Linked DNA regions of Rattus norvegicus: regions 2 and 3 are each linked to region 1. Evidence: chromatin contacts called from public Hi-C and HiChIP or PLAC-seq data. All regions are on one chromosome and are shown on one strand. Each heading gives the region's core, a stretch centred on a gene start, on an enhancer-like site or on the middle of the called end of the contact. The rest is flanking DNA. Distances are from core to core; before and after follow the strand shown. Region 1 holds the start of Rtraf (RNA transcription, translation and transport factor). Region 2 overlaps Saysd1 (SAYSVFN motif domain containing 1). Region 3 holds the start of Gng2 (G protein subunit gamma 2).

What was found. A called contact is a pair of places that touch in the nucleus more often than the background predicts. HiChIP or PLAC-seq counts read pairs in DNA pulled down with a chosen protein or histone mark.
Region 2: a Hi-C map of Schwann cells shows a contact between it and region 1, with 7 times the contacts expected there. The contact joins the enhancer-like site here to the promoter of Rtraf in region 1. A contact is called at or near these places in 9 of 12 Hi-C or Micro-C datasets (the A7r5 cell line, the Rat2 cell line, Schwann cells and 5 more) and 1 of 1 datasets of contacts at active chromatin or transcription factors (oligodendrocytes).
Region 3: a contact with region 1 is called in an H3K27ac HiChIP or PLAC-seq map of oligodendrocytes, with 2.8 times the contacts expected there. The contact joins the promoter of Gng2 here to the promoter of Rtraf in region 1. A contact is called at or near these places in 3 of 12 Hi-C or Micro-C datasets (the Rat2 cell line, Schwann cells and frontal cortex) and 1 of 1 datasets of contacts at active chromatin or transcription factors (oligodendrocytes).

What each region holds. Positions count from the first base shown.
Region 1 is chr15:4,494,624-4,498,346 of GRCr8, forward strand. It overlaps Rtraf (RNA transcription, translation and transport factor), which reads left to right and starts at 1,771. Exons shown (of 8, transcript NM_001395114.1): 1 at 1,771-1,936; 2 at 2,801-2,925. The coding sequence starts at 1,876.
Region 2 is chr15:4,278,206-4,281,928 of GRCr8, forward strand. Saysd1 (SAYSVFN motif domain containing 1) reads left to right here. Exons shown (of 2, transcript NM_001402359.1): 2 at 244-766. The coding sequence ends at 570. Among named protein-coding and RNA genes, the nearest start is that of Saysd1, 6.8 kb to the left of the region's middle. Within about 2 kb of position 1,881, at least 6 of the 93 cell types and tissues checked have an H3K27ac peak or open chromatin away from gene starts, as enhancers often do. A contact at or near this core is called in the A7r5 cell line and Schwann cells, where this site is marked.
Region 3 is chr15:4,363,644-4,367,366 of GRCr8, forward strand. Gng2 (G protein subunit gamma 2) reads left to right here and starts at 1,765. Exons shown (of 4, transcript NM_031754.1): 1 at 1,765-1,863.

The DNA.
Region 1 (3,723 bases), core at 521-3,020:
GCTTAGCTCCAAGAGCTTCAACGGCGCCCCTCAGTTTGCCATGAAAGGCCTCTCTGATCAGGCGCCTGCCTTTGTCCACAGTCTTGCCAGCTGTCACCGCCTCCCTCCAGCTTCCATAAGTGTTTCCCTCTCGGCCCCATTGTTGTTCATTTCTTGCCTTTGCACATCTGCTTCCAGCAAAATAAGTTATCATTTTGACTGTGCAGGAACTCCTCACTAGGTTCAAGCCACAGTTTCTCTTTTTTGTTCCCCCTCCTCCCACCCTTTTTGGCCTTTTAAAGAGAATCAAAGTAGACAGCCGGTCTGTCTTGCTCATCGCTGCTCTCTTGTATCTGGAAAACAATTTGCAATGGGAATGGGAAGGATCTTAAATTCAGAAAGAATCCTTGATTGTCTTAGAGCTCAATGGGTAACCATGGAGGGGAGCATAGGAGAGAGGTTAGCTTAGACCCCCAATTTGTTTCTGAGTTATTCACATACGCCCTCTTAGAACAGTGCACTTGACAGCCTTGTTCCTCCACCTGTAACACACATGCACACCTACATGCACGTGCACACGCACACATACACATACACATGCATGTGCACATGCACACAAACACACACATATACACACACACGCACACATGCACCCACACCCCACAAACTATTGTCCAATTTACCTGACACCTCAGACCTCCCTTAACCAACCCAGATTATATGTACTTCCACCTCTAAATAATGTTTCTTCACAATCACACTTAAACAGTCTTTACTCAAGTATATTCCCAATGCATGGGGTATAAAGATTAGAAGGGTCAAGCTAGCCTGAACTGGTTTGAGGTGTAGGCACAAGTAAGAGGAAATTACATACTCTAATAACCTTTTAAGAAGAATCTCCTATTTACTATCACATGCCTGCATGTGTGATTAAAGCCAGTTACACTGTGGGAAGGGACATGAGCAGTATTGGAATGATCATATAACTTGATCTATCAATTAAAATAAAGGACCATCCACATTAGCAACCAGCTCCTCCTTTCTCTTGACCCGTGAAAAGAGACTCTGCACTATAGCTTTTGCTTTTGCAAAGTTGGATAAGAGGCCCAAAACCTGGGAACATGCAATTCAGAACAAGCATGGACAGTTTGCTAAAAGATAAGAAGAAAGTTTTAAATGGGCGCTTTAGATAATCAGTTACAGAGTGGGGAGCTAGATCACCAAAGGCAAGAAAGAATGCTAGAGATGGCAGGAGTTAGTGGCCCACTTTAGTTAATGACTGAGAGTTTTGTGAGAAGGAAAGGCCAGTTCCCAGGTTTTAACTTCACTTTTTGGCGACACACTGAAATATTGCATAGGCGTTGTATGTAATCTGCATCACTTCAACTAGTCCAAAAGAATATCCTGCAGGCACCTTTCTTTACCTGAGTTCAAAGAGGGGAAATTAATACGTTCAAAATATTAAGCGGCAACTCAGAGTCAATAAGAGCTATAGCCGATAGAAGAAAGCGTACAGACATTTTTTTGTTTGTTTGTTTATTTGGTTTGGTTTGGGGTTTTGGTTTTGCCTACTGTAGCAAGAAAAGGAGTTAGATCCACTAATCTCGGCTTCCGCCTTGCTTTCGGTCCATTGTACAAATAGGAAGCTGACAATAAAGTTTATTTGAGCGTCGACGTGCCCCGACGTGGCCCCGCCTCCTCAGCAGTAGCGGTGATTGGCGAGTTCTTACGGGCTGAGGGCGTTTCTAAGCCGCGATTGGCTCCGTCTGCCGTCCGTCCGGAGCGTCGGTCATCGCCCCGCCCCCTCGCCGCGTCGCCGGTGCCTGCGCCGCCCGCCTCACCTCGCTTCTCCTGTCCCGGCGGAGGCCCGGGCGGCCAGCGCGAGCAGCGGGGACCATGTTCCGACGCAAGCTCACGGCCCTGGATTACCACAACCCCACAGGCTTCAACTGCAAAGGTGGGTGGCGGCCGCGGGGTTCGGCGTCGGCGCCTCCCCAGCCCGCCTGAACCAGGACCCAAACACGGCGGCCGCTGCCCGGCGGCGTTCGGCACGCTTCCCGGCCCCGAGGCGGCTCAGCGGGCACCTGCTGGGGCAGCAGGGTAGGGGAGGGGACTGGGGATGCCCTTTGGGGCACACCGAAAGTTAGTGGTCGGCTGCCAGGGAGGTGGAACGGTTCAGAAAAAAAAAAATACCGAAGTCCTGCCGGCCCGTGGGAGACTGGGAGCGAGGCGGGGATCAGGGCCTCATTCCTCCGTACTGGACGCACAGGTAGAAGTGGGGTAGCAGCGTTTGGTCTCTAGAGCATATCAGTGTCTGTTCTGGTTTTGTACTTGGCTTTTTAGTCAAGGATTGGTGGGTGGTGGTAGAGCCGAAATTGGGGTTTGAGTCCTCAGTTCTCTGGCGTGTAAAATGAGGATCTTTCCTGATGATTTTGGGAGAAAATTTAAGGAAGCAAATGCATCCTGGTAACAGTACCCTGTATTTAGTATGTTTTAATCGTTTATTCCTTGTTTATTTTACTCTATTCGCTTGCTTCAAAGTTTTTACATGCCCAGTCCCCCTAAACTCTAAAGGAACCAGAGTACTAATAAAACATAGGAAACACTGTTCCACGCGTGTTTAATTCATTTAATACTCAAAGCCTGTTTTCTGAGGCTCATACAGAATCTGAGTGTATTGCAATGACCTATGACTCTACAGTCTGAACTTTGAGCTCTTGCTTACTTCTCTTGGGGTCAGTTAACGTAGTGTTTGCAGGTTAGAAAGCCACCAAGGATCTCGAGGGCTTCTAGTGACTTGATACGTGACGTTTCGTTGCAGATGAAACAGAGTTTAGAAACTTTATCGTTTGGCTTGAAGACCAGAAGATCAGACACTACAAGATTGAAGACAGAGGTAACTTGAGAAACATCCACAGCAGTGACTGGCCCAAGTTCTTTGAAAAGGTAAGGAATCAGGAAGTAAAAGGAAGCGCAGAGAACTCTTGTAAAGGTTGAATGAGGTGGAGTTGAAAATTCCTATATTCTTTTAAGCTATAATAGTGATCAATATGAATAAAGCTCCTTTCATGGATTCAAAATTCGCTGTTTGGATTTTTAAAGCAAATTATCTTATCCTAACAAGCTTTCAGCATTTAGATTAAACATTTTCTAGGTGGCACGGCATTCCTTAATAGGATTGTCTGCATAATTTGTGTGTGTGTGTGTGTGTGTGTGTGTGTGTGTGTGTGTATCCACAAAGGCCAGAAGAGCACAGCTCATCTCTCAGAGCTTTAGTTAAGGTTAGATACAAAAGTGTAGCAATATTCCTTTGAGTGCTTGTTTTAGTTACATTTCTATTGCTATAAAGAGAAACCATGACTAAAGCAACTTATACAAGAAAGCATGTACTTTGGGACAGCACACCATCGTGTGCGAAGTGTGGCAGGCAGGCAGGCAGGCATCACTGGAGTCAGAGCTGAGAACACACATCCCTATCTGCCAGTAGGAGTCAGCGCTAACTGGGAATTGTGGGAAGTAAGAAGATGTGGGTTTCAAAAGCCCCCCTCAGTGACACACCTCCTCCAACAATCTCCTAATCCTTCCCAAACCAGTTCCACCCACTGTGGACCAGACATTCAAATATATGAGCCATGGGGGGCCCTTGTCATTCAAACCATCACACTACTCCTTAAGAGACATAAATGGCGGGCCTGGAAACTTGAAACTGTCATATTCATTCTTATAGGTAAGGTACAGATGGCC
Region 2 (3,723 bases), core at 631-3,130, 220 kb before region 1:
CGATCTGAATGAAGAAACGGCTCCCACGAACGGAGGGGTCACCCCTTGCTGAGTGCTGACCAGTGCTGATGTGTTTAGGTCAGGGAGCCTAAGCTCTGACAACGATTGTCTTAGAGAAGGTAAGAAACTAGATGCCAGCGAGCCAGTGGCCTCCCTAGAGCAGTACGCTCTGGCTTTTCATCTGATTCAGACCCTCTCGGCTCCATCACCCCCTTCTTACTTCTGTTTGCTTCTGTGTCTTAGGAAGCAGTCCAGCAGCCCTCCCAGAGCACAGCAGTCCCCCTGCCTTCCTCCTGCGGCCAGTCTTTCCTGACAAACATCACCGTCCTGAAGGTTCTCCTCTGGTTGGTCCTGCTGGGTCTGTTTGTGGAGCTGGAGTTTGGCCTGGCTTATTTTGTCCTGTCTATGTTCTATTGGATGTACGTAGGGACTCGGGGTCCCGGGGAGAAGAAAGAAGGGGAGAAGAGCGCCTACTCTGTGTTCAACCCGGGCTGCGAAGCCATCCAGGGTACCCTGACAGCTGAGCAGCTGGAGCGGGAGTTACAGATCAGACCCCCACAGGGCAGGTAGGACCGGCCCCAGCTGGTCCTCCAGTCCTGAGCATGGACTTTAAAGGACAAAGGACAGCGTGCAGGGTGGACACATTCTCCACTTATTCCCTGATCTGCTGCCGTTTCATCTTCGAACTCCTCTTTGATTTAGGTGAAATTTCTAAAGGACACTCAGGGTGGGGCTGGTGCGGTATATAAAAGCCATATAAGAAGGAGGCTGGCTTGTCTCGTTATTGGAGTGGTGACACTGGCACTCTAGACATGCACTGTGAGGTTCTGGGTTACTGGGTGATGTGGTGGATGAGTAGGCACATTGGGGCTCCCTTTAAATAGTTTAATATTTACATAGCGAGGTATAGATGAACCTTGTGTGTGCCTGGTACCCTCAGAGCTCCAAAGAGCGCTCAGATCCCCTGGAACGTGAGTTATGGATGGTTGTGACCCACTGTGGATGCTGGGAACTGAACCTTGGTCCTCTGAAAGAGCAACAAATGCTCTTTACTACTGAGCCATCTCTCTAGCCTTCAAAAAATAAAAATAAACAGTATTTTCGGAATTATTTTCCCAAAAAGTTTAGGTTGTAAGATTTAGGAAGTTTTGTTTGTTTTTGTCTTGCATCTCCTCTTTTTGGTCATCAGTGGTATTGAAAATAAAGTGTCTTTAAGATTCTTTCTATAAGTAGGGCCCCACACACACTACCCGTGGCCATCTTACATTTTCCTATTAACCCTGTCCCTGTTTAGGGGAAGAAGAGACAAAGTCAAAATTAGAGATCAAAAATATTTATTTTTTGTATGAGTGTTTTCCCACGTGTGTGTGTGTGTGTGTGTGTGTGTGTGTGTGTGTGTGTGTACATCACATGCTTGAGAGTGTCAGGGCCCCTGGAATTGGAGTCACACATGGCCGTGAGCTGCCTTATGGGTTCTGGGAACTGGGTCGTCTGCAGGAGCAGCTTGCTCTTAACTGCTGAACTATCTTTCCAGCCCTGATATTGGAAATTTGATCAGAGGTTATTTATGATAGGTACACAAGAGAAAGTCTTGAGCGTGTGCAGAGGGAAGGGCCAGGAGATCAGACTGTAGTTTTACTGCTTGGGTTGTGACTCACTTTCTTTTAGGTATTTTTGAACGGATCTCCTGTAGCCCAGGCTGGTCTTAAACACACTTTGTGGTTCTGGTTTATATACTGGGACTCAAATCTGGGGCTTTGTACACTTGAGGTGAGCACTGTGCCAACAGAGCTACATTCCTGGGCCCTGGCCTTTCATGTTCCGGTTGCTGCAGTCCGTACGCTTCTGTCTGTGGGCTCTAGTCAGCAGTTGTGTGCACAGCAGCTATTGGGCCTGGTTTGGGTGTCCGTTTTTTTTTTTTTTTCCCAGTACAACAGTGGAGTTTAGGTTCATTGGAATTGGGCCACACATACCTTTTCTGTGAGTCATTCCGACGAATGAAAAGACTAATTTTGTTCAGACTTAAGGTTTTTTAAAAAAAAATTACTGGTTCCTGCAGTGATTTTTACTTTCAGAATTAAGCTATAATTCTTACACTGTGAAGGTAACTTTGTGTCTGTGTGTGTGGGTATGTGCGTATATACATATGTGTGTGCTGGTGTCCATGGAGACCAGGAGATCCTGTAGAGTTACAGTTACAGGCTGTTGTAAGACACCCAGTGAGGAGGCTGAGAACAGAACTTGGATCCTCTCTTAACTGCTGAGCCATCGACCCAGCTCCTGAAGGTAACATTAATTTCTGTGAAATATTAAATGATAGGTAGAGGTCTGTTGTTAATTCTTTTGTTCTCCCCTACACATTCTACTTAAGAAACAAATTCTTAGTTTTCATCTAACTTCATCTGTTGCTTGCAGTGCACCCTCCTGGGCACTTGGATATGGTAGGAAACACGCAGACCTCCTGCCACCACAATCCATTATTCATTCCTGCTCACCTCTTCCCAGAAGGCGTGTGCACTGGCTTTGCATTTTGGGGACAGCGAGATGTGAGGCAGTTACATGCCTGGCAGGGAGGAGAAGCAAGGACTGTGCGTTTGCTGTTCTTGTCAGATCACTAAGTTTTATTTTGATAGTCTTTATTTTCTGAGTTTAGACCTGTTGACCTCAGAATTTTCACTTCCAGTAGCCCAGAATGAGGCTGCCATTAAAGGCAGCTCAGTCATCAAAGAAAGAGACACAGGTAGTCACTGTAGTAGTTGCATGTGGAAGTGTCATTTCTGTCACCTCCAAGGTCTTATAAGCACATTATTTTTGCTCTTTGTCACAGCATTTGGCCTTGTCTGACCTTGGCAGGGCCACATTTATCCTTAAGTAAACAAAGGTGGCTTGCTTCTGTTGACCCCAAAGAAGAATCCAGTTACAAGGTTTAGGGGCTTCTTTAAGAATTTGTTATCTGGGAGAACTTAGCCACTCTGCCTTCTTACTCCAATCTCAAGGCCCCTGGAAGCCCTTGGTGACTACCTTCCAAGCTGGTGGGCCATTGGTTCTTTCTTCTCCCTCTCATAGGCTAAGTCATACCCCAGGAGCAAAGTTATCTTCAACCAGTGACAGTCCTTTCTGAGGGTTTCAGGTTGGGGAGTTTTTACCAACTATGATTTTATGCTGCTAGGACTATGCACTGAGCATGTCAGGCTGTCCCCTTTGTCTTTTGGTTGATTTGCACAGCTAGATTAGACAACTGGTCTGCTACAGGAAGTTACATGGTTGGGAGAACTGCCATCCTCATTTGCGCAAAATAAGAGCAGTGTGTTACATTCCTGACACTCACTCCAGTAACTCTCAGAGGGTTCTCTAGCTTTGACACACAGAGCCCAGGCTGGAGTAGAATTCCGTGGAGCATGTTGCCACCAAGGGGCAGAATGGAGCTGCTGCAGCCTGCCCTGCATCCCTTCACCTCACACTTGATCATTTACATCAGATTACATTTACATCTGGAATACTTCTTGGGATCACTTGGGCACAATGACTAGGAACTTTAAATAGCTAACAAAAATTGCTCACCAAAGTAAAAAAGGTAAAAATTTGGACTCAAGGCTTTGGTTTCTGTTGTGATTTTTATTTTGAAACAGCATTTAGACCAAAGGTTTAGACCTTGTTCTCAAAAAGTTGAGTGCACAGAGAACTACGTCAGAGGGGACAGGTATTTGGGGGGAGGTATCTCAG
Region 3 (3,723 bases), core at 515-3,014, 130 kb before region 1:
AAAGGGATCTTGGGGTTGTCTCGGAACATTTCGCCGAGATTAAATTCTGTGCCTGCCAGGGTATGTGAGGAAGGCATGTGAGATTTTCCTATCAGATTCCCTCCTGGTGAATAGAGGTAAGACAGGGCCTTTTTCTTTAAAATATATTTTTATTTATTTATTTTATATGAGTACACTGTCACTATCTTCAGGCACACCAGGAGAAGGCATCAGATCCCATTACAGATGGTTGTGAGCCACCATGTGGTTGCTGGGAATTGAACTCAGGACCTCTGGAAGAGCAGCCGGTGCTCTTAACCACTGAGCCATCTCTCCAGTCCAGGACAGGGCCTTAAAATACAGTTGCAGATTATTTCTAACACTTGAGAAGTTTAGCTTTCTAGGCCTGGCTTCTGAGGGAGGATGAATTTATTTATTATTTACATTTGGATAGCCCAGGGGAGCCTTGAGCACGAAGTGATTCTGCTGTCTCAGGCTACCACACATCACCTCTCTTCAGGAACAAGGGCTCCCACCTCACCTCCCTGCTGGTGTTTAAACTGTACCTTCCTCCAAAGTGCTTCCTTAATCCAGAGAAAGAACAACTCAAGCCTGGGGTAAACTGTTACCACAGCATCGGGGCTCAGCTGTGAACATAACTGTGGAGGCAGGCAGGGGAACAAACACTGGCCTCCCACTGGCTATTGACTGCCCAAGCCACTTGAGTTTCAATCTCTTGTAAACACTATATGCTAGCCGTAACTGAGGATTTTCTCTGCTCCCGGAACTGCTTGAAGTGCCGAGTGTCTATCTGGTCTTACTCAGTTCTCTGATTTTTCGCTTTAACATATGGTATGCTTTTTGCAAGTACGGAAACTGAGGCACGTAGAAATTTAAGTCATTTGTCTAAGTTCACAGGCAGGAATGACAGCTCAGAGGAGGGAGTCTGTGTCTGGGCTGGGAATTCGGACCATTCCAACCCACTTCATTCACACTCTTCTCAGCCTGTTCTCACTGCTATGTCTTCTACCTCAGCATTGCAGGACTTGGCCTAGCTCCCATGTCCCAGAAGAAGTCCCGTGGGGCCATTATTTTCTAAGCATATGGGTTAAATAAAATCTCAGTGGTAGGGAGACCTTGGGGGAATGAAGCTTCGGGAACGTTGGCCACAAAGGAAAAACTCAGCATCGAGAAGCTGCCAGCTGCCTGGGAATGCAGATAGGCGATAAATCAGGAGCTGCTGGCTGGCCAGCCGGCTCAATAAAAACAGCAGCTCCAGTTCAGAATGAGGAAGCAGTTTAGGTGTCCAGGAGACCCACTGAGGCACTGTGTGGACACTGTTGGGAGATGAGAAAGGCTTGGAGGAGACAATGCAGTAGGGAGCTGGGGATGGAGGGGCACTGGAACAAAGGGGTCGAGGGGATTAGAGCCAAATTACCACCAGCAGCAGCAGCAGCAGCAGGAGCAGCAGCAGCAGCAGCAGACAAAGCCACTTAGAGGAAGCCTTGAAGTGGCGGGAGAAGCAAACAAGAAAGCTGGTTTGCTACCCGACACTAAGAGAGGAGGAAGTGGGAGATGCGCCGCTTCCTGTAGAAATGATGATTGAAGACAAAGCTGGGTGGGGACTTAGCTTGGGCTTCAGGGGCTGCTATTCAGACAGACACTCCACGACTCCTGGTGGGCAACTCCTACTAAGGCTGGGCTGGGGTGGGCTGGGCTGAGCTGCGCTAGGCTGGGCTGGGCTGCGCAGGCTGAGCTGGGCTGGGCTGGGCTGGGCTGGGCTGGGTTGGGCTGGGCTGGGCTAGGCTGGGCGGGCCGAGCTCACCACCCATCTGCTCCACCAGGGGAAGCTGCTCTCTAACCAAGCCTCCGGAGCCAAGCAAGGTAAAGGACACGTTTTCCATGTAGCTCCTTTTGAATTGAAATGAAATGACCATGCCTGTGGGTTTTAGGGTGGGATTTCTTAGGGAAGCGAGGGATAGTGCTTCAGGCTTGGGGGAAATGATTAATGGCGGGATTTAATTTTCTTTTCCTCCCAGAATGATGGTCAGATTTGTGACACATTTTGTTCGGGGTGTGGGGAACCACCCTCAGTGGTAGGAAAACAAGCTGAATGTAAGAAGTGGTTTGCTTCGCCAGCTCCGCAGTCCGGCAGGGCTGAGTTGCAGTCAGCTGGGCTGTGAAGCTGCAGTCTGGGCACCCGAGCGTGGCAGATCCTTGTTTTGGGTTGTAAGAAGTGAAAGATGTTAAGCCCATTCATGTACGTATATATTTCGGTGGGCCGTCTCTTTGCAATATTATGGCTGTGGTTTGGCTGTGAGGAGGTTGGGATCTTTTGTAAGTAGATTTTTTTTTTTAACCAACAAAGGCTCGCATTTCGCGAACGAGGGACAGTACTATACGGTTCCTCTAAGGAACCCTTGTCTTCCTCTCTTTGCTGCTACGGTTCCTCTAAGGAACCCTTGTCTTCCTCTCTTTGCTGCTACCGTTTCTTAGAAGGTCTTACCCTAAAGTTGCATCCTTATTTAAAGGACCATGGCCTGCCCGTAACTTGCTGAAAATCGGATACCCGTGTGTGAATGGATTTAATGCCTGTATGGACTTTACCCGTCTCTAGATCAAAGCGATTGTTAATTCCAGACAGAGATAATATCAAAGTGAGCCGGTTTGTTTCCTTCTATGTGTATGCTGTACACTGAAGGAATACAATCAGAACGCAGTTCTTATTCTGTAAATTTTCTTAAGCACTGGATGCTGATGAGTGTGAGACGGTGACTGGTTCGCGTTTATGAATGGCATATGTAAAAGTGCAGTAAAGGGGTCTGACGGGCTTGAGCTGAGATCATGGGCTTTCTTTGGTAGGATGAATAGTTTAATAAACAGTGGCATGATTTTTAAAAAATCTTCAACAGAAGTGTGGTTATGCATAAGAGAGCATTGACTAAAATGATTTTACATATATATATACATATGCATATATATGCTAGAAGGAGATAATTTTTCAAAGCAAAGAAAGAACCTCATGTGGTAGAATGAAAACAATAAAATGCCATGTTTGAATGCTCATGAATTATTTAAAATACAAGTTTTCTTAAACAACCAGATATACCAATAGAGAAAGTACGCACTTTTGTGACAAAATTATTGTCAGTTGGAGACGCCACACAATTGAGATTCTGTTTTGTTTCGTCACCTTTATGAGATCAGCTTAGCTTCTCAGAATTTGAGTAGCGGTTTCTTTTCTGAGGCAGGGCGCTTTTACGGGCAGGGAAGAAATAAATCTTTATTTTCCGGAGCATGTGTAGGAGTTGCTGAAAAGCATTGGGCTCTTGGGAAGGGGTTCTTGGATTTAATCAAAGCAAGTCGTTTCAGGATTCCAATGTCCCCATCGCATCCTAGAGTGAAACACCTAGCACCATTCTTTTAGCTGGAGACTAGATTCAGAGTCTGGTGATTGAGCTGTGTGTCCCTAAACGAAATAGGAAGCTGGGCCTCTGGACTACACGGAGGGAGGGCAGGACTTTCCTTTCATACTCATCTGTCTACAGCCTGTTCCGCAGATGATGCCGCCGACACCCTGCTTTGTTTGGGGACGTCTAGAAAATGTGTGCTACCCCTCCCATGTGCCTCATGGGAGAGTGAGGAGATGAAGCCTTGGCCAGCAGGCATAGTAGAGTCAAGGGAGCCCCTGCTATCTGTCTGGAGGCAGCCAAGTGGTGCCTGCTTTGTGCACGGCAGGAAAAC